Regions from separate parts of the Mus musculus genome. Here regions 1, 3, 4, 5, 6 and 7 are each linked to region 2. The links are chromatin contacts, called in public Hi-C, HiChIP or PLAC-seq, Micro-C and promoter capture Hi-C maps. All regions are on one chromosome and are shown on one strand. Each heading gives the region's core, a stretch centred on a gene start, on an enhancer-like site or on the middle of the called end of the contact. The rest is flanking DNA. Distances are from core to core; before and after follow the strand shown. Region 1 holds the start of Hspg2 (perlecan (heparan sulfate proteoglycan 2)). Region 2 holds the start of Kdm1a (lysine (K)-specific demethylase 1A). Region 3 holds the start of Wnt4 (wingless-type MMTV integration site family, member 4). Region 4 holds the start of Srsf10 (serine and arginine-rich splicing factor 10). Region 5 holds the start of Gale (galactose-4-epimerase, UDP). Region 6 holds the start of Pnrc2 (proline-rich nuclear receptor coactivator 2). Region 7 has its middle 18 kb from the start of Rpl11.

Region 1 (3,791 bases), core at 862-3,361, 870 kb before region 2:
TGCCTAGAATCAAACTGACGGGCTGAGGAGAGCCAGGGCAGTGGGGCAAGGCTTGCTGGGACATGGGCTAGAAAACGGTTCTTCCTGACACTCCACCCATTTCACAGATGTGGACCTCAGGCTTGAAAAGTTAGGACTCTAACTGGGTCGGTAAGACCCTTGAGGCTAAGCTCTTTGTGGGAGGGGGCCAACTCTGAGCTTGGGTGGGTCAGCGATGACTTCCACGTGACTGTTGTGCGGCATCTAAGATCCTATAGCTTCAGGGCTGCCTGCTCTTCTCTCCAGTGAATCACGGCCCACCAGGCTGAGTCCTAGAGGGCAGCGAAGGGCGTGTCCCAACTCACCCAACCCGCCTCAGCCCTACCGAGGGCCAGCATACAATAGCGGTAAGGAAAGTATCTTCCCAATGAATGAGCCTGGGGGACTCCCATGGCTGTCCCGGAATGCTGTTCAATTAAGATTTGGTGAATGAAAAAGAGAATGGGGCAGTGGAGGCAGTCAGGGAATTCCAGTAGAATTCCTCTGGCCCTCCGCAAACAGTTCCACCCTCCACTCCTGCCATTGTGTAGCCCATACATGAGGGAGCCCTTCAGCAGGGGGCAGAGCTGAGGGGAGACCAGGAATAGATAGCATCCCAGGTCTAGGTCATTGCCTTAAGGAAGGGAACATCGGTCTTAGGAGTTACAAGTTCAGGCTGAATGGGGAGCAACCGCAGTGCCCTGCAGTTGAGTGTTGGGGTGAGAGGCCAGACAGAAGGTTAGAGGAGAAGGCTGCTCTGTAGAGGGTGGGGAGGAGAGGTGCTACGTGGGTGTGGCAGAAACAGAAAAGGGTCAAGCCTGGTGGGCGGTTAAGGAGTGACTCAAGAGGGCAGAGGTGATAGAGAGCCAGCCAGGCAAGGACAGAGAAGCAGTCACTGGGTAAACACTGGCCTAGTTGGAAAAGTCACCCTCTTGGCTCCAAGAACAGGGAACAGGGATAGAGACTGTCTAGGAGCACCTGGGCTCTGTGGCTCACCACAGCAGGGCCCAGAGGTACCCCACCCTCATCTTCCACCCTCTGCCTGCCGGGTCCATCAACTCCACCCTGTCCTCCGTGAGGTCACTCAGGTCCTCTGGGCCTCTCCTGCCAAGTGCCTTCCAGGTCTTAGGATTCCTGACTCAAGAGTTCCCTTCTCCTCCTTGTGGCCCCTTGTGAGCTCAGGGTAAGGGCAGAACTGAAGGAGCACACACAGCATCCCACTTGGGAGGTGGTGGAAGAATCCTGGGGACTCTCAGCTGCTCTTGGGCTGGCTTGTAGTAAGCGCTGCACCCAGCACTCATTCCATCCAGGCCCATTCTGCCCTGAGGCTTCCCATTCTGAGTTCCCTTTACCCACGTGGGACTACCTCCCAGAGGTTAACTAGCTCTCTGCAGGTCTCACGGAGGCTCAGTGCAACGCAGTGATTGATTTAGCTTATGGCTTAGAAAACTCCAGGGTCCATGGGGTGCTCCACACAAGGCTTAGTTTTGTTCCAAGTTTTAACTTTTGACTGCCTGATCATAATCTCCCCCCAGAGGATAGCATGGTAAAGTTCCAGCGACGACTGACAGGGTACCCATCACCATGAACTGCCCCTTCTGCCAAGTTGGCAGCAGAAAGGAATACCCTTGTCCTGCCAAGTTCCCACCCTGCTAGAAGTTTCTCCGTCAGCCCCCCCACACGCCAGAACTGCAGGCCGGGCCATGCCCAGAGGCGACTTTGAGCCTGAACAACGTGGCCGGCGACCCTCCGATTTCCACGCTTGCGGGGACGGCCCCTGACCTCCACGCTGGATCCCTGGGACGTCCCCTAGGAAAGCCCCACGCTGCAAGGGTGGCGCTGGCCAGTGCCAGCCCAGGGTCCTTCGCGGGCGCGGCCGTCCCGGGCCAGAGTCCCAGCCGAGCAGCCTCCGGTGGCCCCGCCAAGTTGGCGCGCGCCCCCCGCCCTCGGCCCTCGGTCACGCAAACTCACCGCTAGCAGCCGCGCGTGCAGCAGCAGCCCCAGCAGCAACGAGCCCACTGCCCGCTGCCCCATGGCCCGGCCTCGTTCGCTGGCTCGCTCGGCGCCTCCCGCAGCCACCAGCTCGCTGTCCTGCCGAGTCCTTCGGACTGCTCGCCTCTTTCCCACCCCCCACCCCCCCAACCAACTCCCGTCCCCGCCCTCCCGTGCACGCCCCGCCCCCGGGTCTCCGGCTCCGCCCCCGAGGCGCCAAGTTCAGGAGCCCTAGGCCCCACCTCCAAACATTTAGCCACACCCCACAAGACCAGGTTCCGCCCCCGAGGCAACGCGTCCTGACCATATAGACCACGCCCCTAACAAGACCTGGCCCCGCCCCCTCAGCGGCGGCCCCCGCCTCCTAGCCGCGAGCTAGGCTCTCTGGAGGAGCGGCGCGGCCGACTGTGCCTTTGTCTGGGCCCCAATCCCCCTCGATGTGGGATGAGGCCCAACCGGCTCCACGCCAGACGTGGCTTGGAGTGTGGGATAGGACTGAGACGCCACCTGGCAGGGCCTCGAGCCCTCCGCACACGCCGCTCCTTCACACCACGTGCTCCACACGGAGTGCACAGCAGTTTTCGAGAGAGGGGGATCTCACATGCACTCAGCTGCTCACATCCACTCCATGTACCTGTTTACCTTTTTGTTTACCTTTCTACAGACTCAAGCATCCCAACAAGCTATAAAGTGGCTTTTATTTATTGTGTTTGTTTTCTGTACCTCTGTGTGTGTGTGTGTGTGTGTGTGTGTGTGTGTGTGTGTGTGTGCGCGCGCGCGCGCGCGTGCGCCTACATACATGCCCCAGTGCACATGTGGAGCTCAGAGGTGTTTTGGAAAGTAATGGTCTCCTAGCATGTGGGTTCCGGGATCCAACTCAGGTAACAGAGCTTTGTGGCAAATATCTCTTCCCACTGAGTTCTCTCTCTAGTCTGGATCACACACCAATCACACACCCAGTTCCTCACACATTTTGTGCTAGGGCTTATGTGCTTTTTCACACACTCACCAGCCTATATGTTCTACATTTTTCCTCCACACATTCATCCCAGTGCGTGATACTGGACAAGATGGTGCTCCTACCCCTATGCCACAGACGATCTGAATCACTCATAGACCCACTCTGATTCACATACATCAGTCCCAGAGATGTATCACTTTGTATACCCAGGTTCAGACAAGGCTCTTCCAGAGCCTCAGTCTCAGGTGTTCTTGCCAAGTCACTGGCATTGAGGCAACCCTGCTGCATCCCAGGGGCAGACACACAAGCCTGGAGCTGGGGTGTGTCTTTACCACCTACCCAGGGTCCCCTTTTTTTGACTGAAAATTTCCAGGAAGCCCCAGGCTAATGGGTGGAGAGAAAAATAACTGAAGTATGTGTGTGCCTTTGAGGAAAACCCTTTGAGTGATGATAGAGGGAGAAAAAAATACAAACCCAAGTTTCCATTGTTTCCTGTGAGTTGCTAGGTTCCAGAAAACTCCTAGCAGACTTTGCAGCCAGGAGTTAGGTGGGCTGTGGACAGAAGGAAATGCCCAGTTCACTGAATGGCGCCAGCCCTGTCCGGAAAGTATGTTCTCTGTGATAGGAGCCAGACACTTGGGGACCTGAGAAAACACTGACATCCTGACCCTATTCCACAGAGACACCATCTCCAAAAGACTGGGCTCTTCTCTGCCCTGTGGGCATAACTATGAGGGACCAACTCATAGCATGAAGAGCAGAAAGTACATCCAAGTGGGCCTGCCAACACTCTGGCCTCAGCCCAGGCTCCCAGCATAGC
Region 2 (3,619 bases), core at 353-2,852:
AGGCCTAGTTTTTTTTTGTTTTTGTTTTTAAAGTCTATTTTGTTCACAGAGTTCAGTGAATTTTAGTGAATACTCACACCTCTGTAAGCATCACCCCGATCAAGGTATGGAGTTTCCTCCAGCAACCTTCCTCCTGCTGTTCTGTGTTCAACTTCATCACCTTGGAAGAATTAAACAAACCAGCAAAACCCTGTAACAGGGCCCCAAATCTTAGTAGGCTGAAAGATCTTACCACAGTTAACTCAATGGTGGAAATACCATTTAAGCTGTAAAACTTAACACATAGACAGTACCACCTGCCAAAACTAAAACAAAGGCTTAATCCATTTAAGTCCGTAGTTTTGGGAAATGGACTGACCTTGCTTTTTGGCTTCTGTAGTTCTGCTTCTGGCTAACTGAAGCTTTTAAAAAAGTTTTATTTATTATTTCTAAGTACACTGTAGCTGTCTTCAGACACACCGGAAGAGGGCATCAGATCCCATTACAGATGGTTGTGAGCCACCATGTAGTTGCTGGGAATTGAACTCAGGACCTCTGAAAGAGCAGTCACTTCTCTTAACCACTGAGCCATCTCTCCAGCCCCCCATCTCCCCAGGCCCCAAGTAAATACTTTCTATTGGCTTAAACCCATGCCTGCATTCTTCTCTGGTGAATATCTCATAGCCCCCCAACATCCTATACATCTCAACATCTCATGAATAAAACACCCACATTCACAACATTAGAAAGAACTGACCAAGCCGGGCAGTGGTGGCACATGCCTTTAATCTCAGCACTTGGGAGGCAGAGGCAGAGGCAGGTGGATTTCTGAGTTAGAGGCCAGTCTGGCCTACAAAGTGAGTTCCAGGACAGGCTGGGCTATACAGAGAAACCCTGTCTCGGAAAAACCAATCCCCCACCCCCCTCCCCAAAAAAGAAAAAAAGAAAAGAAAGAACTGACCTAGGTTGAAGAAGTGTTATGCGCCTGGAGATGAGAGGCATGGAGGAGGAGGCATGGTGGCGAGCATGTGCAGCCTCAAGAAAGAAAATAAACACGGCTTGGAGGCAAGAGCGAGTCCACTTTGACTCAAACCAGAAATTCCTCATTTCTCTCTATTTTATTACCGTGGAAATTCGTGCACTCTTTATTTCCCCACAGTCCAAGCAGGGCCATTATGAAGCTAGTTTCCCTAGCTCTAGGGATAACTCGGGGCCATATACATTCTGGGCCAGTGCTCTAAAGGTTGAGTTACAGAGCACAGGATAATTAAGTGATCATTAATTAAGTTGTACTTCAGAGTGTTCCCCTGTCTCAATTAGGTAGTAAGCCCTCTGAAAGCCGGAATTCCATAATCCACCCCTTGTCCTGCAGGGAGAGTGAATGTTATTAGTTGAAGTGACTAGTGTATGGGGTGAATATTGAGAGTCCTTGATGAAAACGGTCGGGCTCAGAACCCGAAGTCAGGCGGATATGCTGGGTCGCACTCCCAATCGCAGGGGGCGCTCTAGGTCAGCCTCGCGATCGGAGCTGCGGCGCCGCTCTAGCCTCCAGGACGTCGCTCTCTGGTCTTGAGCCGGGGACAAGCGGCTGCTTTTTTGTCCTGGTGCGGCGGGAGCGCGCAGGGCGCGTGCGCACGCGGGGGTGTTTGGCTTCGCACGGAGCGTGAGAGGTGCGGGGCGGAGAGGCGCGAGGCGGCTGCGGACCCACGGAGCGGCAGACCGATCGGCCCCTGCGGCCCGCGGCGGCCAGGCGGCCCGAGATGTTGTCTGGGAAGAAGGCGGCGGCGGCGGCAGCGGCAGCGGCGGCGGCGGCGGCTGCTGGGACCGAGGCCGGGTCCGGGGCGGCGGGCGGTGCCGAGAACGGCTCTGAGGTGGCCGCGCCGCCCGCGGGCCTGACGGGCCCCACCGACATGGCTACGGGGGCGGCGGGCGAGCGCACTCCCCGAAAGAAGGAGCCTCCGCGGGCCTCGCCGCCCGGGGGCCTAGCCGAGCCGCCGGGGTCTGCTGGGCCCCAGGCGGGGCCCACAGCCGGGCCCGGCTCCGCGACGCCCATGGAGACCGGAATAGCCGAGACCCCGGAGGGCCGACGGACCAGCCGGCGCAAGCGGGCCAAGGTGAGGCCGTGATCGAACCGCTGGTCCCGGGGACCGGAGTGGGGCCGGGGGAGGGGAGGCCCGGCCTTTGTGCGGGGACCCGGTGTATCGGGCGCTGGAGGGTGTGACCCTGATGGTCTGACTGGGAAAGATGGCTTCCCGACGCGTTTGTCTACCTGTGTGTCTGATGTGTGCGGACGGCGGACGGCTTCTGGGTTGTGTACACCGGGGAGATGGGTGTGATGCTCTAAGAGTCAAGCTGCATGAAAAGAAAGAGACTTTTTCTTTGTTTTTGAAAGGTCTTGCTGTACGCCAGGTACGCGTAGACTCTTATTTCTTTCTTTCTTTTTTTTAAAGATAAAATAATAAAATATACAAAAACCAATCGTTTATTGTGCGTGTGCGAGTTGGGGTCATAGGATAGCTCGCCTGAGTCCTTCCTGTCTTTCCGCCATGCTAAGGAATCGAACTGAGGTTGTCAGGCCTGGAGGCCAGCGCTTTCTTGGGGCCCGGGTAGACTTTTTCAAATTGTGGAAGCGAATGAAGAATACCAGTTGGACACGGGGCGAATATAAAGATAAAGATTTGGCATCAAATCCAACACTATCCACAGATAACCTCTGTCTCACACCCCAGTATGCCAGATGGTGCATTTGGCACAGGGCCAGCGTTTTTCGTTTTCCCAAACACCACTGGACTGGTATTGTTAGCTTCATTTTAAGAATGAGTAAAAAGAGGTTTGCAGTTTCAGAGTTTGGTGTTTTGACAAGGTGTAATTCGATATTGAAACAAACAAACAAACAAACAAACAACCCTCTGGGTCAGTAACCTTGCTAAGCATTGGTGTGGCTTTATTGCACAGTATTAGCCTTAACCAGAGATGCTTAATCTGATGGGGAAATTGGAAATACATATGGGTTTGTAATAAATACAAGAAGTAGTCTAAGGGGCTGGAGAGGTGGCTCAGTGGTTAAGACTGCTGACTGCTCTTCCAGGGGTCCTGAGTTCAATTCCCAGCAACCACAACCATCTCACATCTGTAATGGGATCTGATGCCCTCTTCTGGTGTGTCTGAAGACAGCTACAGTGTACTCAGATAAATAAATCTTTAAAAAAGAAAGTAGTCTAAGGATATGGCTGAATGGCACAGGACTGGCCAAGCAGAATTGAGAATTTGTGTTTCTGTTTGTAGCACTGCAAGATAAATACAAGTGTTAAGTAGTGTGACTTAGGTAGCTTCTTGTACATTGTTCTCTCCTGCTGTGCTGGGGAGTTGACTCTCTTATGTGCTAGACAGGTTCTCTACTATAGCCCCAGTCCTCCTTTTTATTTTGAAACTATATTGGCCCTAAATTTATCTTGTGGCTTAAACAGTGCTTGAACTTGTGAACCTCCTGGGTCAGCCTCCCAAGTGACTGGGATTCTAGACCTGCCTCAGTAGGCCTGGTTTGTTTTGTTTTTGATTAACAAATATCTTGTTATGTTGCTCGTAAGATCTCAGATTCCTATGCTCAACACATAGTCTGACCTAGGCTTCCAGAGTGGTC
Region 3 (3,561 bases), core at 239-2,738, 670 kb before region 2:
GAGGCAACTCCAGAGACCCCAGACTCCTTCAAGTGCAAAGTGCTTTCTCAGGTCTGCAACCCAGGTCTCACTGGGGGAGGGAGCATTCTGCAAGAAGTGGGGGGCGGGAGGGGAGGGGACGGTGGCTGTGCCCTGGTTTCTGTCCACTCTGCCACTGCCCCTGAAGTGTTAATCAAATTAAGAATCCAGGAAAAACAATGCAGCCACTTTGGGCCTCAGAGGAATTGCGAGCTCTCGGAACAGCTGGGAGAATTCCACATCACCTCAGTCTCCCAAGCTCTGGGTGGCTCTGACCCCAACGAACACACTCCTTTCCAGTCTCCAGGGCCCTGGCTGGCCACAATGACCTCATAGCAACAGCCATTGGACACTCAGGGCAATTTCATGGGAGATATTTGTTCTTTGGTCTTGATGCAGAGAGAATTTTTCCTTTCCCACTGTCTCCATGGAAACCCCAGCTACACTGTTGGCTATCCCCCCTTCCCACCTCATGCTTTTCAGATCAATACAGGAGCTTGGCTCCCCACTGGCTGCCCACAGTGGAAGGCTGCAGAGCTCTGGGCAGGAGAAGTTGGGGCCAGGGTTAAGCCTGGGCCATAGGAAGTGCCACTGAGGAGGGATGAAGGAGTCTAAAAGCTGGTTCCTTGTTCTCTTAGTCACTAGCTCTTTAGCTCGCCTTCCCAGGGATCCTCCCGAGCGCAGACCCAGTCAGGGAGAGACACACAGGTCACCAGTGGTTACCACCCCCTTCCTTCTTAGGCAAGACCCTTAGAGGTGGATGGGGGTTGTCGCCTTCTTTATTAAAGGTTGGGAGAAGTTTCTTCCTGCCTCAGGGAACAGCGAGGAGCAGCCAGAGCCAGCCTGCGGGCTCTCAGAGGCTCGGCGCCCCGGTCCTGGACTTCTATGTTTGGCTCCCGCCCCCCAAGCAGAAACAGGTCTCTGCACGCCTCCAGCTCAGCCCGCAGCGCGGCGCGGCGCAGCGCAGCGCGAGGAGCTCGCGCCCAGACTCCTCGCGGTTAACCTGCTATTATGCTCGGGACGCTTTCCCTCGGAGACCTGTCAGCCCGCCGGTTTGCGCCTCGCTCCGTTCCCGGGCCACCGCCCCGCGCTCGCACCCCCGCGCGCCCTCGAGCACCCAAAGGAGCCTCCCGGTGCAGACGCACTGCCAGCCCTGCTACCCCGAGCCGGACTGGGGCAGCAGGGGTCCCGGGACCTCCAGAGGGAAGACCGGACAGTGGTGGTGGCCGGCAGGAGGAACCGGCGGGAGCGCGATCCTCGGGTCCCACGGCTGAGACACCTGCCGGGAGCCCCCTGCGCCTGTGGCCCCGGGACCCGCCCCGCCCGCCCGGTCCCCGGCCCGACTTACAGCCAATTGCTCGCGGCGGCCGAGAACACGGCGAAGACGAGGAGTCGCAGGGACCGCAGGCACGAACGGGGGCTCATGGTGCCGTGCGCGCCCAGCCCGGGGCAGCGGCCGCAAGGCTCCCGTCGGGGCGGCAGGTGGGCGCCGCGCGGACGGGCTGGGGCGCCGGGCCGGGGCGCGCGGCGGGGCTCAGCCTCCGAGCAGCCGGCCGCGCCGCCCGCTGCTGCGCCCGCTGCCCGGCGGACCCGACTGTCAGCGCCGCCCCAGAGCCGGGATGCGGCGGTGGCGGCGGAGGCGGGCGGGCGGCCGGCGGGGCGGGCCGGGGGCGGGCCGAGGATGGGGTTACCTGGGCGGGTCCAGCGGCGTGGGACAACCCCCCCCCCACGGGGGCGGTCCTGAGCCCGCGGGACTGGGCTTCTCCTGGGGGGCCTCCCCGGCCCGGCGCCCGGACGCGCTCGGAGCCTCAGCCCCGCTGCTGCAGGCACGCTTGGCCGCACGCCGCCCAGTTGGGCCGAGCTAGAGGCGCGGCGACCCAGCTGCTGGGTCCCCGCCCGGGGCCTTAGGGACGAGCGGGCACAGCTCCCCCAGCCCGCCGCTGCGGGCACTGCAGCGCCGCCCTGGCCGCGCCCCGCGGCCCCCCGCCGGCGCCTGGGAGCCGGGATCCCCGGCCGACCCCGGCGGAGCCACCGGAGCGAGAGCGGCTGCTACTCGCGCGCACCCAGTCGCTCGCGCTCAGGGCGCACCAGGCTGGGGTGCCGCCCGGCTGTCCCCACCGGACCCCTCCCCGCCCTCAGGCCCCCGCGTTCTGTGGTCCGGCCCCTCCCTAGCACTCACCTCCCTCCAGCCTTCCCGGAGCTGGACAGGGGCCTCTCTACTTCGGGCAGCTTGGGACAGTGGCCTGAGACTCCGGGAATCCGAAACCTCGCTTCTGGATCGCCCTGAGTTCTGGCGCGCTCCAGGCAGCGAGGTTTTGAGCGAACCCCTTGCCTTTCTGTGTAGACCTTCTGCTTAGGAACTGGAAGGCTGTGGAGGCTTCCTTTTAGCACAGGAACCAATCTTTGCTGTCTGCTTGGGTTTCTGTTCGATTCTTTTATTACTTCTCCCACGTCAGGCAGATTCAACCCTTAGCTTGGTGTCTGGCACAGAGTGGGTGGGTGACACGTTTGTGGAGTGAATGAATGGAGTGGAGATATTGCTTAAAAACCCATGCCTGGCTGGTGCTGAAGCTCAATTCCGTGTTAATAGTTACTTGCCATGGCTGGGCCACACCCTCTCCAGGTCACTGATAGAGCCCAGACTCTGGCCCTGCCTGAGGCTACATCCCACTGAGCTAGAGGAACTCTGTCTAAACAGGACACGAAAGCCCAGAGACCCTACTCAATCTCACTAAAAGCAAGGGGGAGAGAAAATGACCTGGCCTCTGCCCTTCCAGAACCAACTGTTTTCTCTATGTGAGTTTGGCTGCCCACCCCCACCATGGCCACGTTTGACTCCAGTTGTCTGGGTTAACCCAGGAGAGACTTGATAAGCGTTTGGCATGGAGGCTGAGCAGAAGGTGGTAGGGATCCGTGGAGCCCCGGCAAAAGTGCAGATGTGAGTTCATGTACCACATGTCTAAATATTTGCAGGTGATAAATCAAGCTAACAAAACGAGGAATAAAATATGTCCTAGCCAGCTCTCAAAAAAACACGCTTTCATAATAACATGCAGAACTGCTCTGAGTGTGAGCTTCTCACACTGCCTGGGTCCCGCATATGCATGGTGCAGCAATGAAGTGCACAGAGAGTGACCCTGGTGCCTGGTCCTGACTCTCACCTTTTCCCACTTCTGCCTTTCTTGCCCTTTACAGATTATTTTGTGCACACATGCACACATCTCAGCTTGTATAGACAAACTTGGTCTCCCGTTCCCTCTCCACCCAAGCCCTCCACCCATTTGAAAGCTGTGCAGTCTTGGCCAGTCCTCTGCCTTAGGGCCATACACACCAGTGTGCAGCCACTCCAGTCTGATCAGCTTGGATCTGCAAGAGAGATGCACCTATCCTAGAAGTTAGCAAGAGTCACCTGGGCAAGGAAGTGTAGGGGCCTGGATCTCCAGAGTGAGACCCAGGGAGGGGACACAGGCTCCAGATGACCACATCTCTTTGGCCCCATGATCTTCTCTCTCTCTGTGTTTAGAGTCAGTGAGCTAGAGAAAG
Region 4 (3,490 bases), core at 834-3,333, 750 kb after region 2:
TCTGAGCTACAAGGTGGCACACACCTTAAAAATTCCAGGACTCAAGAGGCAGAGTCTAAAGCTAGCCTGGTCTACAGAGGAAGTTCCAGGACACCTAGGGTTAGTTACATGGAGAAACTCTGTTCTGAAAATCCAAAGATAAACAATGCATCTCGGGATGGGGATTACACCATACAAAGGCAGCTCAACTTTAAATCCACCACTGTGAAATCAGAGGTAGAGGGATCTGGGAGTTCCAGATAAATCAGGGTCAGTGAGACCCTGCCAAAAAAAAAAAAAAAAAAAAAAAAAAAGCGCACGCCTTTGATCCCAGCACTTCAGAGGCAGAGGCACGGGGATTTCTGAGTTCGAGGCCAGCCTGGTCTACAAAGTGAGTCCTTGACAGCCAGGGCTACAGAGAAACTGTCTCGAAAAACCAAAACAAACAAACCCGGGTCTTCACTGTTCATAAAGGGCATGTCTTCAACTTTTTTAAAAACTGAAAGACTGCTGCTGGTGGTGAACACCTTTATTCTCAGCACTCTGGGAGGCAAAGGCAGGAGGATTTTTGCTAACCTGTCTACAGAGCAAGTTCCAGGTCAGCCAAGGCTACAAAGAAACTGTCTTTAAAAAAAAACGAATAAATGGCAAAAACAATCATCAAATATTCTAGCATTCTGAAAAGTATTGTATATTTGTTTTAAGGCAGGTCTCATTCTAGTCAAGTTGGTTTGGAACCCAATTTCCAGCATTAAGCATTCCCATCACATCCCCGCTTACGCTAAAATTGTTCAACAGGGTCAGCCATTAAAAATCTGAAATAAAACCATCACAGTATCTACATACTTCATACTTAAGTATTAAAACGACAAAATGGAAAAATTTTTAAGTCGTTAATTAACCACTTTTGTTTTATGCGTAATGACAAAGAGGATACAAAACTCCACAAAACAAGAAAAACCCAAAACCTCAGTTTTTCTTCGGAGTTTATTTTGTACGAACACGAAGAGTAATCCTGTGATAAAAATCTCTTCTGAAAAATTCCGAAGGCAATTCAAAGCAAAGGACAAGCTGTGAAAACAAAGCCCTTTACCAGGCGAGACTCGAACTCCCAGACCCGTCTTCTGAGTGCTGGGGCTACGCCCGGAGACAAGGCGGACTTTTATTAAAAGTACCGCCTCCGTTCACCCAAGTTAATCACGAAGGTCCCTAACGGGAGCGGTCTCTCCAGCACCTCGTTTTCAAAGAGATTTCCGCGAAAACACGTGGATCACTCCATTTAACCGAAAAATTGTTACACTCGCCCCAATCTCCACGACTCCTCTCCCCCACAGCAATCTCGAATCCACTCATCACCATCCACACAGATGGGGGAGATGGAGCTGCAAACCCTCCCCTCCGCTATCCCGTTATCCCACTCGCATCTTTTCCATCTTCTGACTTCGTAGCCCGAGCTGACCTCCGACTCGCGCCGATCCTCCCGCCTCGGCTTCCCCGAGTGCTGGCCTGGGCCGCCCCGCCTGGCAACCCTTTTCCCGTTTTCAACAACAAAAATCCCTTTCAGGCCGAGGGGGGCGTGCACCTCATGGAACGTGGACGTCGGATCCATGAGGGACACACACGTCCGGCCCGCCGGCTCGGCCCAGCCGCCGAGCACGCGGGGGAGGACGGGGCCCCCGAATGCCCGCCACGCGGCCCTCACGCCTGCTCGCTCGCCAGCGCTCGGCCCGGTGTCCGCCCTTGCTCCTGCAGGCCGGCGGCGCGGCCTAGAGCCGGCGCGGGCCCCGCCATCTTCGCCCCGCCCCTCCCCCGCGCCACGGCCGCCGCTCGCCGGGCGCCCGCGGCCTCCCTCCCCCGCGCAGTAGCTGCTCCGGTGCGCTCACCTGGTGTCGTCCGCCACGTTCCTGACGAACAGAGACGTGTTAGGGGGGCGCAGGTATCGGGACATGGTGGCGGCGGGACTCTGGGCCGGCGGCGCTAACGGGCTCGGGCAAACCGTCCGCAGCTCCGGCGGCGGCTCACATCCACTCACACCACACTCGCACAGACCCAGAGGGCTCCGCTACGGCAACTGCCTCTTCTCGCGAGACTTGGCTCCCGCCTCCAGGCCCCCTCCCACCTCCCGCCCCGCAGCACCGGCGGAGGGGGACAACGGCTTTTTCCCGCGAGATCTCTGGGCGTGCGCGCGCCGCCGGCCTGACGCGCGCACCGCGGCCTCGCTGCCGTTCATTGGCTCCAGGCGCGGGCTCCTCCCCTCCCCCTCTTTCTTTCTTTAGCGCTGCGCTTTCCCGCCCTTTCCCGCCCGGCCGAGCCCGCCATCCCTCCTCCTCTCGGCGAGCGCTCGGGTTAAACTACCATGACCGGGCTCGGGAGCCTCGGAGCCAGCTAGAGGCTGCTCCGGAATCCGCTGTTCGGAGTTGCGCCTGGGCTTCTTATCAGATCTCTGGCCAGAGAGAGGAACTTAGAGATTCTTTGTGGGGTTTGGGGGAGGGGCAGAGCTTTCGGCGTGCCGTGCGTGCAACTCTCTGCCTTTGCTGCACATCCGCGTCACCTAGGCACGCAATTCCCTCCCCGTGAGACCCGGGCCCTGCTGTCCTTGTCTCTGTTGCTCACATGCAAGGTGCCTGAACCCCTTTTCCAGCCTTGAAGAGGTGGTGTTTGTCTCTTTGTTGTTTTCTGGGGATCCAATCTAGGTCCTTGGATTTGCTAGCCAAGTTTCTTCCCACAGACCTGCCTGCACCCTAAGACAGACACTGCCCACTCACCCCGGCCCATCGTCCCCCTCTTGCTCCAGTCCCCCTCCAACTTTCAGTCCTCATCATGGGACTCCCCAGCTACAAAAAAACCTTGGCTAGCTGGTTTGCTTTTCTCCCTCTCCTTTTTTCTCCTCTCTTCTCCCTCCCCTCCCTCTCTCTAGCGCCTCCTCCCCTCTATTCCCCACGTTGAGGGAGCGGGCTCAGTGCTTTGTTACTAGTTCCCTCTTTGGCCTCCTAGGGCACCCATACACAAGTGGGCAATACACTTAGATTTTTATTATTGTTTTTGTGTGTGTGGTTTTTTGTTTGTTTGTTTGTTTGCTTGCTTTTCGAGACAGGGTTTCTCTGTACAGCCCTGGCTGTCCTGGAACTCACTTTGTAGACCAGGCTGGCCTCGAACTCAGAAATCCACCTGCCTGTGCCTCCCAAGTGCTGGGATCAAAGGCGTGCGCCACCACTGCCCAGCGCCCTGTTTTTAAATATGGCTTATATGCGTTAATATCTACGGAGTTCAAACTTATGAGTGAGAAGATGCACACATCACTTCCCTCACATACATCACACAGTCTCTGGTAAACATGAGGACTGCGGAGAGAATGAGAGTATGACCAAGAAGAAAAGCAAGAAGTCCAACACCCCTTGACCACCAGGCTTTTGGGCACGTTGTGCAATTTACCAAACAGCAGCTCTGCCAAAGGAGTGGTGTGAAGGAGGCTGTACCGAAGGCCTTCAGGAAAGTACTGCCCGCTGGGAAT
Region 5 (3,594 bases), core at 502-3,001, 640 kb after region 2:
CGTACCCAGCTTCACTCACCACGAATGGCGTTATGGAAGTTGTCAATGACCACAGGTGAGTAGCCTGCCTCCAGCAGCTCCAATACCGTGTGGCTGCCGATGTAGCCAGCCCCACCTGTGACCAGCACCTTTTCCATGGCGCCTGCTTAGAAGACAGAGTTTCAGAGGTGGCCGAGGCTTCCTGCTCAGGGCCTCACTCCAACTGGATGCTCGACCCCTACCTTCATCTTGGAGGATGTAGGGGTGAGCCCTAGTTTAAGGAGAGGTTCCAGAATCAGCCCTGGGTCTAACTAGCTAACTACCAGTTTCTGGCTGTAGGGGCTGACGTTTTGAACTCTCTCTAGGGCACAGTTTTCACCTCTAGAACTAATTATTGTACACACCCCATGTATTAGGAGGGCCCAATGAAGCAGTTTAAAGGTCTGCCACCTGCATATGTAGGACATCAGACACACCATGCTGTCTAGTTCCTGTTGACAGAGGGTGGGAAGATGGGCCTTTTGAAGACCCACCCTTCCTGCCTCCATGTCTGGAGTATGGACAGTCTCGGGCAGAAGAACATCGCTTAAGAATGGGAGGCTAGGATACAGAAAAAGGGACCTGTCCCTGTAAACTGACACCTTTTCCCCGGAGCAAAAGGTTCCTGGGTTTGATGACTAACATCTAGTGCTCCAACAACCCTTCCCCTGGAAGGTCAGTTGGGAGGAAGCAGTAAGAACGCCAAATGGCCTCAAGGGTGGGGTCCTTAGCCAGGAAGGCTGTGCCCAGCTCAGAGGCTGCAGTGCCAACAGCCCTGGAGTGGGTAGGGCTTCACCCCACCCTGGGGCAGCCAATAGCTCAGCTTTGGCCCAGCTGACTTGGAGCCACAGATCCCGCCCAAGGAGGGCAGCACCAAGTGAGCCGGTGTCGACGTGGATTTGGCTCGCTCTCCGCTGCCAGGTGTGCATCCCCACCCTGAGCAAACTGCTGGGCGGACAGAGAGGCAGTCCACACAGTGAGGCCTTTCATTTTCACGACCTGGCTCGCTGCCGTCTTTCTCCGAGCTGCCTCAAGTTTCTGCTGGGGTTATTCTGCTGCAGCCCACTGGACGGGGCGTCCAGTGCGACCCAGAATCACTACCCCGCACTTGTGCGTTATTTTCCCAACATCTGGATGTGGCAGGTGTTTCTACCAGCCCTGGGTACTAGGGTCTGAGCCCAGAGGCAGTCGGCCTGGGGTCACACAGCAATAAGAACTGACTAAGGGGGATCCCCGAGACTATGCCCCGCGACTCCCTGCAGCTCCCGCATTGCGCGAAGACGCGGGGAGGCGGTCGCTGAGGGGACTCTGGTGGCAGAAAGGCTGCTCTGAGGTCGCTCCGCTCCGGACTAGGGGATGACCTTGGTCAGCGGTCCCCTCCTCAGTTTTCCCTGTCTGTACAAGGCAGGAGAGCGGATGCTGGGTCTCAGCAGCCTGGGCGAGGCGGAGCTTAGCTCTGGACTTCGGGTCTGGGCTGGGAGCAGGAGCGGGGAGCCGAGCCCCGAATGAATGGGCTCGGGTGGCCCCCGCTACGGTTGCGGAAAACGCGAGCAGAAGGGGTGAGCCTGGCCCTGTTCCGAACACGAACCGACCCTCTTGGAACCTCCTCGCTCCCCACCAAGCATTGGCCCTTCCGAGCTCACTAAGCCCTTCATTCTACCGGCCGAACCTGCGGAAGCTCCAGCGCTGACTCCAGGCACCGCCTCCCGCGACCAGCGCCGCGGCCCCTTTAAGACCTGACAGCCCAGCCCGACCCCGCCCCTCCACGCCCTCCAGGAAACGTGTGTACTGGGTTACTGCCTGGACGGCAACCCTGGAGGGACAAATGGTCTGCACAGGCTTTAAACGCCTGCGCAGTGCGCTTCCATCGAGGGCGGAAATGAGGGGTGCGGACGCCATCCGGTTACCGGCGGGCTGTTGAGGAGAAACAAGGTCGGGACTGGGCCCTTTCTAGTCCCTCCACTCAGAGCCACTGTTTGTGTCAAACCCTTGGTCGGGCAGCTCCAGTTGGAGGACATGGCTGGCCCGGGCTGCGTCCAAGTTCACGTGGGAAGAAACCCGCGATGGCGAAGGAACCTTGACATTCACAGTAGCAATTGCTGTGCCCATCGCTGAGCCGCTGCCTCCCTCCCCCAAAGCTGTGTTTGCGCACCTGCCCCCGTATAGGGACTCAAGACACTTTTGTCTCGGTTTAAGATACAAAGCGGGACCGGGCGGTGGTGGCACACGCCTTTAATCCCAGCATTCGGGAGGCTGCTCCTGCAGAGGCCCCGAGTCCTGTTTCTGGCACCCACATACCTACCGCCTCTCATTACATAGGATGCCATGCCCGCTTCTGACCTCCGTTGCACATACCATACATAGCTGGCATTCTCTCACAAATACATAAATGAAGCTAAATCTTTCCTGGTAGTACAGGTCTTCAGGCCCAGCAGAATTTCAGTGAGTTTATGAAAAGGGAAGCTGAAGATAGCTAGCGCGTGAATAAATAATAATAATAATAATAATAATAATACTGTCAAGTTGACCATTGTGGAAGTTTGTTATCTCACTGGAAGCAGATACAGATGGATCCCTGGGGTTCACTGGCCAGCCAGCCTAGTCTCCTTAGCTAGTTCCAGACCAGTAAGAGATCTATCTTCCTGATCTATCTTCCTGCTCTGGAAACAGGCACGTTCTCAGAAGCGAGTCCTAGGGTGTTCCCCACAGCAATGATTTCCAGTCAGTGGTCTGGGGGCTTGGGTGTGGCGATGGAAGAGATCCAAAGATGAACCAGCCACAAAACCTTCCCTCTTCCCTCAGAGCAATTTTACTCCTCCACCCATAAACACACGTTTGAATGTTATATTAGAAAATTAAACCTTTAATTACATAAGCTGTTTTCAAAAAAATCACACACAGAGTGGAGATTTCGTTGGCAGATGACCACAGATGCAGATCAACCCCCACCATTCCAGCAAATGCTCTGCTGGCATAAGGGGAAACTGCTCTCTGTCCTCAGAGGTAGAACAAAGGCCCTGCGGCGGTGGACATCAGCTCTGTTGGCAGGCAGACTCACCCAGGGCCATCCCAAGCAAGTGCTTAGGCACAGCTCTGGGGAGCTGGCCCAGGCCAGGCAGCTCTAGCCCTTATCATCAGGGACAGGGACCTCTGTGATGCCGGCTCATTTGCTCTCATTCCATCTCTTCATCCAGGAATCATTGTATACACCCAATTCCCTCCGTTCTGGTTCAGGCGAACGAGGGTCTCAGAGCTTGCAGGTGGCCTGTGCCACTTTGGAACTAGTTTTTCTGTTAAGGGCTTGACAGATGAAGTCCCCAGCTTCTAGAAGTTTCTGGAGGTTCACACCCTTGAAGAAGTAAGGAATAAAGTAAGGCAAACAGACCATAGACAGCTGTTGACATGGGAAGGGGAAGATGACAGCAAACAGGCCCCTCCTGCAACAGTTGTGACCACTGTCTGGGGCTGTCTCCAGCAGGCGGTTTGTGGAAGGGACCTTATTAGTGGTGTCCCATCTCCATGTTCAGGGTCCAGCCTGCCCCACAGGAACTGTGATGTCCATTCGTTGGCCTTTGT
Region 6 (3,370 bases), core at 496-2,995, 730 kb after region 2:
ACCAGGCCAAACTTCCCCAAAGCTCAGCTCCCTTCTCTCACAAATAGGAAAGGGCTTTCCCTTCTTTTGGATCCAGATGAGGTTTCTTTTTTTCTTTCTTTCCCAAAGCAGGCACTAGATAAGTGTGGGCAAGATGAATGCTTTAAATTAAATATCCACTGGCTATGGTGGCGGATGCTGTTAGTGCCAGGACTAGGGAGGAAGAGGAAGGCCTCTCTGTAAGGGCTTACGGTTAGTGCCAGGACTAGAGAGGAAGAGGCAGGCCTCTCTGTAAGGGCTTACGGAGGACCTGTCACCCTCTTTTGGCCTCCCAGGACACTGCAAGCATGCGATGCACAAACCAAACAAAATCAGACAGGCAGACGGTGATATTTCGAAGAAGGAATTCTTTTTTACACATGGTCCAGAGTTTGGAGCTCTTGTGGACTGGTAGCTATTAATGAGCTAGAGACAGTGCTAAGACATGGTGAATGCCGGAACCATGCTCTCCCAAAGGGCAGCCTGACGCTGACCTTGTAGGAGAGAGCAGGCTCAGCCAGGTGGCAGGACACAGGCAGGCTTCATGGCACCCAAGCTTTCCGACAATGTGGGTAATGGTGTCCTCTATGTCAAGCACCTTTTAGGCACAGAGAAGAAGGGCACATGAGCCCAGGCTCTTGAAACTCACTGTAGCATTATGCTTTGAAGTGTGGCACCACTGAGATGTCCTGAATCCAAGAACACTGGAAATCAGAATAGCACCTTGCCCTTAAAATTGCTGAGACTGGAATGAGATGACATAAGCAAAAGTCTAGCATGAGGTAGGGAGCAGATAAAACACCCTAGATGCATTTGGACAGGCTTGCAGAATTCTGGACCAACTTAATTCTGGACAGCAATGGCTATATAGATAGATGTGTGAGTGTGTGTGTCTTATTTGCATCACAATTTGGAGCCAATGAAACGTTTTTGTTTTGCTGAGATGGGGGTTTTGCTATGTACTCCAAACTGACCTCAAAACTGAGAAGCTGTGATTACAGGCCTGAATGAGGCAAGACACCTGGCACATTTACCCCCAGAATTATTCACTGAAATTGGTGTTCACCCTTGAAATGTTGACTCTAGGATACACGTTTTTCTTTTTCTCTTAAACAAAAGATATCTCTCCTTTCTTTCCCGAACCTTGCTGTCATTCTTGAGCGGTATATTTCTTTTCTCTAGTTTTCCCACTTTCGAAACAAGACCAAAAAATGTGTAGGGATCCAGCAAGTGCTGTGTATAGAAAAAGCAGGCCCTGATAGTAGTGACAGTCTCAGGTACCGAGAAAAAAGTGAAGCTAGATCAGAGGAGACATAAAAAAGGAAGGTGGTCATGTGCAGAAATAGTTGCCGGGCTCTGGGTGGGGTGAATATGACCCACGGCAGCTCTGGGGCTGGCCCAGTGACCGCAGGACAGAAAGGGCCAGGAACAAAGACGGGCGCCGCGCAGAGGTCTGGTCACGGAAGTAAAGTACGGGCCCCGCTGCCAGAGGCCAGCAGAAGAGCAGCTGCCCTCCGCCAGCCGGGGAAAGTCCAGCAGCGCGGCTCCCGAAGCGGGCCAGTTATTCCCGACATGCTCCTCCCGCAGGATTTCAAACCATGACAACAGCCACCCCGCACTCCCCCCCCCCCCCGCGTGCCCCAGCAACAGGCGGTGGCTGGCGTCTCATTGGCCGCGGGACGCGCTGCCGCGTCCTCATTGGCTGCACAGTCTCCGGTCCTCTTCCGCGCTTGCAGCGGCCTCCATTTTGTCGGGAAAGGCAGTAGGAGGTTGGTCCCCAGACGGAGTTGTGATCCGTGACTCGTTCGTGGGCTGTTAGATCCGTGCATCGTTTCTCCCTGTAGAGGGAAGGAGGCTTGGAGGTCGAGAGGGAGCCGCCGCCGCCGCCGCTCGAAGTCGGTGAGTGTGGCGGGGGCGGCCATGTTGGCCATCGCGGGCACCATTGTTGGGCCTGGCTGAAGAGGAAGTGAGGCCGGTCGGGTGCGACCGACTCCCTGGGAGCGGAGCCGCGGGCTGAGGCTGCGAGCTTGCAGGTTCACTGTGCGGGTGACTGCGAGTGCGGGCCTTCTGACTTACAAAGTCGGAGGCTTCTCAGCCTTGTGAGGGTGTTTGCTAATTAGAACAGAGAAACCTTTCCCCTTAGAGGCGTGATCTTTAGGAATGTAAGGTTATTATGGTTTGTGAAAAATTATGGCACCCGTTACCGGAGTCATAGGCGAAATCACGATGCGCGCTGTTGGGAACAGAACCTTGATGTGGAAATGGCTGTGCGGGTCCTAGTTTCACTTTAAAACGGGTAAGAGTTGCAGGTAAGCCCCCAAGAGTTGTAAGCTGATATTTATGAGGTCAAAGAAAGTCGTGGTCTCATACATCATCTATGAAGCTTTGAGGAAGCAGCGACAGCCATTTCTGTAGAATGTCTAAAAGATCACTTTTTGGGGTTATTTTCAAGTAATTCTCTTTCCTTTTCTAGCTAGGACTTCTCTCAAACTTGTGTGCTGAGGAGACTCGATGTGGACCTCAGCTCCTAGGCTGAAATCAGCAGACTGGCTCATGAAAACTTGTGTACTGAGACAAAGGAAAGGATCTAGCAGAAAGCAACGTCTCTTATCCTGGGCTTGGCAGCAAGGAAGAGGACAAGTAGTGGAAATCCTTCAATCTGAAAAGCAAACTGAAAGGTATAAAGATTCCCATCACAGTGGGGCCAATTATCTTAGGAGTGAAGCAATTCTAAACTATTAAGGTCAGCGGCCATGCATGGCGATGCTGCAGTATTATGTGCCTGTAATTCCAGCACTCCAGAGTTTGGGGCAAGACTGCTTAAAGTTGGAGGCCAGTCTGGTATAGGAGACCCCACCAGCCACGGGTGGCTTTCGGTGTGTGGGGTTATTTCTTTTAGCTTGTACAAAGAATGAAAGAAGAGCTTGCTTTAATTTTTTTCTTCTTTCAATTTCACAAACTGGTATCTAGCTCACGACTTTAGTTTTTTGAGGTAGATGGTTTTGAAGTCGAGCCTAATGCCATCTTGTCATATTTTCTTCAACACTTCTAGAACTGGAACTATGGAAACATCACAAGGAACATGTGGAATTTATTGTTTACATGTATTTACTTACAGGTGACAAAGAAGCTGAAGATGGGTGGCGGAGAGAGGTATAACATTCCAGACCCTCAATCTAGAAATGCTAGTAAGAACCAAGAACAGCAAAATAGACAGAAGAGCAAGGATCAGAATTCTTCCCAGACGAAGATTGCTCATAAGAAAAAGGAACGAGGACATGGGTACAATCCAGCAGCAGCAGCATGGCAGGCCATGCAAAATGGGGGAAAGACCAAGAGCCTTTCTAACAAC
Region 7 (3,839 bases), core at 219-2,718, 530 kb after region 2:
CTGTCTCTTCAGATCTGGGGTCAAATTCTGGTCCTTATTCTTGTCCCTTCCCACCCCTGCCTAATTTTTCAAGACAGGGTTCCTATGTGTGGCCCTGGTTGTGCTGAAACTCACTATGCAGACCAGACTGGCTTCAAACTCACTGAGACTCTGTATCTTGGGTGTTGGGATTAAAGATCTGAGCCACCACATCTGTCCCTACCATTGTTATTTTAAAGTATTGTTTTCTTATTACTTGGGGTGGGGCAGTTTCAAGACAGGGTTTCTCTGTGTAGCCCAGGCTGTCCTGGAACTCACTCTGTAGACAAGGCTGGCTTCAAACTCAGAAATCTGCCTGCTTCTGCCTCCTGAGTGCTGGGATTAAAGGCGTATGCTACCACTGTCCAGCTTTTTAATTTTTTTAAGAGCTATTTTTTTATGTGTGTGTATGTTTTGCTTGCATGTATGTCTGTGCACCGCATATGCCTGGTACCTGTGGAGGTCAGAAGAGGGCTTCTGATCTCCTGGGACTGGAGGTACAGAGAGTTGTGAGCTGTTATGTGGGTGCTGGGAATACAATCCAGAACCCACTGGAAGTGCAGCCAGCGCTCTAAAGCACTGAGCCATCTCTTCAGTCTCTATTACTGCTGTGCTTGCGTAACTCAAACTGATATCAAATTCCATGTAGTCAAGAATGACCCTGAATTCTTGATCTTCTCCCTCCATCTCCTACATACTGGACCATAAAAGTATATAATAAAGTATATAAAAGTATATTACACACTGACGGTACTATTGTTAGTATTTTATCACAACACATCAGCATGTCCATAGGAACATATGAAATATCATTTTATATTTTATTTTGTTTTGTTTTTTTTTTGAGACAGGGTTACTCCAGCTGTCCTGGAACTCACTCTGTAGACCAGGCTGGCCTCGAACTCAGAAACCTGCCTGCCTCTGCCTCCCAAGTGCTGGGATTAAAGGCGTGTGCCACTACTGCACGACTGAAATCTCAATCTTGAGAAGATGAGGAAAAATGATGCATCTAGGCACATTCCTGCCCCCTATGAAGCTCTAGGATAAAGCAGGGCAGAGGTCAGTCTTCAAACACAGAACTGGATCGTGGTCTTGAACTTGGGGACTGGCAAGAGAGAGAATAATGAGGGACACATAAGGAAATATCCATGCTTCGCCAAGCCACTAGCATGTGTCGTGGGGGCCACAGGGTACACAAGAACAGGACACTGTCAGCCTCTCTCTCTCAGGCAGCGTTTGAAGGAGGTAGGGGACTGATATCCTTTAGCCCTCCGCCCCCGTGCGTCATGTGACTGGGAAGCAAGAAGAGGGTTGAGAAGGCACAGTGTGGTGACACACATCACATATTGAAGGTCAAATGAAAGCAGATTTAGCAGTCTTGTGGAGCCACTTCCCTGGATCTTGTGAAGTGGGTCAGAGCGCCCCTGGTGGACATACATGGAATGACAGTCTGCCCACCTGATGGTAGTGCTTTATAGCGCTGGATGCTTGCTAGGCTTGAGTTCTGCGCTGCACCAAGCTTGTGCCTTCATCTTCACGTAATGCTCAGACCTTTCACCCTGCGCTCCGTGTTGTTGTCATGGTCACTTTACAGGCCAGGGAACTGAGGCAGAGAGAGGGAAGGTGGTGGATCCAGCCAGGCTGAACTCTCACCTGCCTATCAACCAGAGCGTCACGCCCCTCCTTCGCTTGCATACGGGAAGGCTGGCTAAGTAAAGGAGGGGATTGGCCGGGACTGAAGCCTAAGAGCCACTGATCTCAGCTGCGGGGAGGACCTGGATCTCATTGCAGCAGAGCAGAGAGCACATTCTTAGGAGGAGGGGGATGAGGTCACAGGTGTTATCTTGAGAGGAGAAGGGGAAGAGAAAAACCAGTGGGGGAAGGGCGGGGGTGGGGAGAGACCATAATATGTGTGTATTTGGAGGGACGACAAGACAGGAGGATAAGGCCAGGGCAGCAGGCTCTAGGCGGTCCCTAGCTAGATTCACTCAGCAAACCTTTGGTCGGGTCCTGATAGAGCACTCAGGAGAAGATGGAACCACGTTGTGGAGAGGCCGGAGATGGGAAAGGAAGGAAGGGACCGGAAAGACCCTGGTTGGTGATGAGTGTGGTGAGCCCATGAGGGTGGCCAAGCACTGGGCTCCAGGAGCAGCTGAATAAAAGTTCTGTGGCTAGCCTCAAACTGCCCGTGTAGCCCAGGCTAACCTTGGCCTGCTCTGCTACCCCCACCTTCCCCAGTGCTAGGATTACCCGGTGTGTGCCACCACACCCAGCCTGAAATAAAAGGATTTTGGTCAACCAAATCTTGAGCCCAGCTTGGTAAACTTACTGAAAATCATGTAATTGCATGCTTAGAATAAGCAAGTGTGTTCTATAAGTTCTACTTTGTTATCTTTTTCTTTTTTTCTCTGTTTTTTTAATGCAACGGGAGGCGAGGAGACATGGAGTCTAAATGTTTTAGAGGCTATGATTCCAGAAAGGGCGAACATTCCAGATGGAGAGTGAGGGAGAAACCAGGCACCTGGCTGGAGGAGCCTGGCCTCACTGTTGGGCTGTGGTGAATCTGAACTGAGCAGACTCTTGTGCCAGAAGACTGTCTGCCTCAACCTCTAAATTTGGAGCAAATATCCCTCTCAGGGCCAGCCTCACTTCCCACACGGGGAATGTGAGACTCAGAGGGGTCAAGCAGACTACCCAGTCTCACGAGCATTAAAGGACAGAGGCGGAGAATGAGGTGCAGTCCAGGGCTGTCGCTCCAGAGCTTGGGCTCTCTGACTTCCTTGCTGCAGCAAACGAACAAGTCCTTGTAGAGGTTCCCGTGCGAACCCCGCGCTGGCGCTTCGCTGGTGCCTCCTGCTGGCGGAAACGTGGAGTTGGCAGGAGGAGGGAAGCGCTGACTTCTAGACGTGGCTCCCCTGGCAGTTTCCTCCCTTCCAGCATTGCCCAGAGGCTTGTAGTCAGGACCAGTTGTCTAGCTGTCATCTTTCCAACGCGGAGATCGAGGGACTTCTCAAAAATGACCCAGACGAGTAGAGAAAGACCCAGGTTTCCTGGGACCACCAAGTCAATCCCAGGGAGTTTGTTATGCTGCCCAGGGTCCCTCTCAAACTGTGTGTGTGTGTGTGTGTGTGTGTGTGTGTGTGTGTGTGTGTGTATGAATATACATGTGTAGATAGATAGATAGATAGATAGGATCCTTTGGAGCTGAAAGACATTACTGATGTGGGTGTCTTCAGTTCCACAGATCAAACCCAAGGCTTTGTGCATGCTAGGCAAACATTCCGTCACCAGGTTCTTTGTGTTGTGGGGGATTTCTTCAGGCTCCTCTTTCTGACTTCATACTGTTCTTTTATAGCCAGAGTAACCAAATCTCAGCGTCATGACAGGGTGTGACCTTTCTGGCTCACAGAACCAACCCAACCCCAAACTCTCCCTTCATGGTCTAAGCTGATACCAACAAGCCCAGCCTTATCTCATCTCTCCATGTTGTTTCATACTGGCTACTCGGCAGCTGTGTGTCCTTGCCGAAGTCCTTCAATCTCTCTGTGCTTCCACTCTGTCATCTCTGAAGTGAAATAAGCACCATCTACTTACCATGCCTGGGTGTGCAGGGTGGACAAGGGCCTGGGTGTGCAGGCTGGACAAGGGCCTGGGTGTGCAGGGTAGACAAGGGCCTGAGTGTGCAGGTTAGACAAGGGCCTGGGTGTGCAGGGTGGACAAGGGCCTGAGTGTGCAGGTTAGACAAGGGCCTGGGTGTGCAGGCTGGACAAGGGCCTGAGTGTGCAGGCTGGACAGGGGCCTGGGTGTGCAGGGTAGACAAG

Evidence for each region. Promoter capture Hi-C pulls out the DNA fragments that hold promoters and counts their contacts. Hi-C and Micro-C count contacts between places; a contact is called where the count stands out from the background. HiChIP or PLAC-seq counts read pairs in DNA pulled down with a chosen protein or histone mark.
Region 1: an H3K27ac HiChIP or PLAC-seq map of microglia shows a contact between it and region 2, with 6 times the contacts expected there. The contact joins the promoter of Hspg2 here to the promoter of Kdm1a in region 2. A contact is called at or near these places in 2 of 39 promoter capture datasets (both in liver) and 2 of 115 datasets of contacts at active chromatin or transcription factors (extraembryonic endoderm stem cells and microglia).
Region 3: a Micro-C map of embryonic stem cells shows a contact between it and region 2, with 4 times the contacts expected there. The contact joins the promoter of Wnt4 here to the promoter of Kdm1a in region 2. A contact is called at or near these places in 1 of 39 promoter capture datasets (liver) and 1 of 484 Hi-C or Micro-C datasets (embryonic stem cells).
Region 4: a contact with region 2 is called in a Hi-C map of CD4 T cells, with 6 times the contacts expected there. The contact joins the promoter of Srsf10 here to the promoter of Kdm1a in region 2. A contact is called at or near these places in 1 of 484 Hi-C or Micro-C datasets (CD4 T cells) and 2 of 115 datasets of contacts at active chromatin or transcription factors (bone marrow-derived macrophages and pancreatic cancer cells).
Region 5: an H3K4me3 HiChIP or PLAC-seq map of pro-B cells shows a contact between it and region 2, with 3 times the contacts expected there. The contact joins the promoter of Gale here to the promoter of Kdm1a in region 2. A contact is called at or near these places in 2 of 39 promoter capture datasets (hippocampal neurons and pre-B cells), 1 of 484 Hi-C or Micro-C datasets (embryonic stem cells), 4 of 115 datasets of contacts at active chromatin or transcription factors (forebrain, memory CD8 T cells, pro-B cells and 1 more) and 1 of 9 other capture datasets (pancreatic islet).
Region 6: a promoter capture Hi-C map of pre-B cells shows a contact between it and region 2, with 2.7 times the contacts expected there. The contact joins the promoter of Pnrc2 here to the promoter of Kdm1a in region 2. A contact is called at or near these places in 1 of 39 promoter capture datasets (pre-B cells) and 1 of 115 datasets of contacts at active chromatin or transcription factors (microglia).
Region 7: an H3K4me3 HiChIP or PLAC-seq map of bone marrow-derived macrophages shows a contact between it and region 2, with 4 times the contacts expected there. The contact joins the enhancer-like site here to the promoter of Kdm1a in region 2. A contact is called at or near these places in 2 of 39 promoter capture datasets (embryonic stem cells and hippocampal neurons), 4 of 484 Hi-C or Micro-C datasets (the G1E-ER4 cell line, cardiomyocytes and cerebral cortex), 3 of 115 datasets of contacts at active chromatin or transcription factors (bone marrow-derived macrophages, large pre-B cells and pro-B cells) and 1 of 9 other capture datasets (embryonic stem cells).

What each region holds. Positions count from the first base shown.
Region 1 is chr4:137,467,123-137,470,913 of GRCm38.p6, reverse strand. Hspg2 (perlecan (heparan sulfate proteoglycan 2)) reads right to left here and starts at 2,111. Exons shown (of 97, transcript NM_008305.3): 1 at 1,990-2,111. The coding sequence starts at 2,052. Gm13010 (a long non-coding RNA gene) reads left to right here and starts at 3,772. Exons shown (of 3, transcript XR_881513.1): 1 at 3,772-3,791.
Region 2 is chr4:136,600,706-136,604,324 of GRCm38.p6, reverse strand. It overlaps Kdm1a (lysine (K)-specific demethylase 1A), which reads left to right and starts at 1,602. Exons shown (of 20, transcript NM_001347221.1): 1 at 1,602-2,093. The coding sequence starts at 1,740.
Region 3 is chr4:137,275,562-137,279,122 of GRCm38.p6, reverse strand. Wnt4 (wingless-type MMTV integration site family, member 4) reads right to left here and starts at 1,488. Exons shown (of 5, transcript NM_009523.2): 1 at 1,367-1,488. The coding sequence starts at 1,443.
Region 4 is chr4:135,854,664-135,858,153 of GRCm38.p6, reverse strand. Srsf10 (serine and arginine-rich splicing factor 10) reads right to left here and starts at 2,083. Exons shown (of 6, transcript NM_001080387.2): 1 at 1,863-2,083. The coding sequence starts at 1,927.
Region 5 is chr4:135,961,882-135,965,475 of GRCm38.p6, reverse strand. Gale (galactose-4-epimerase, UDP) reads right to left here and starts at 1,751. Exons shown (of 11, transcript NM_001356493.1): 1 at 1,688-1,751; 2 at 20-142. The coding sequence starts at 137. It overlaps Hmgcl (3-hydroxy-3-methylglutaryl-Coenzyme A lyase), which reads right to left. Exons shown (of 9, transcript NM_008254.3): 9 at 2,808-3,367. The coding sequence ends at 3,266.
Region 6 is chr4:135,872,221-135,875,590 of GRCm38.p6, reverse strand. It overlaps Pnrc2 (proline-rich nuclear receptor coactivator 2), which reads left to right and starts at 1,745. Exons shown (of 3, transcript NM_026383.3): 1 at 1,745-1,917; 2 at 2,492-2,696; 3 at 3,137-3,370. The coding sequence starts at 3,155.
Region 7 is chr4:136,069,155-136,072,993 of GRCm38.p6, reverse strand. No RefSeq gene overlaps it. Among named protein-coding and RNA genes, the nearest start is that of Rpl11, 18 kb to the right of the region's middle. Within about 2 kb of position 1,468, at least 86 of the 459 cell types and tissues checked have an H3K27ac peak or open chromatin away from gene starts, as enhancers often do. A contact at or near this core is called in bone marrow-derived macrophages and cerebral cortex, where this site is marked.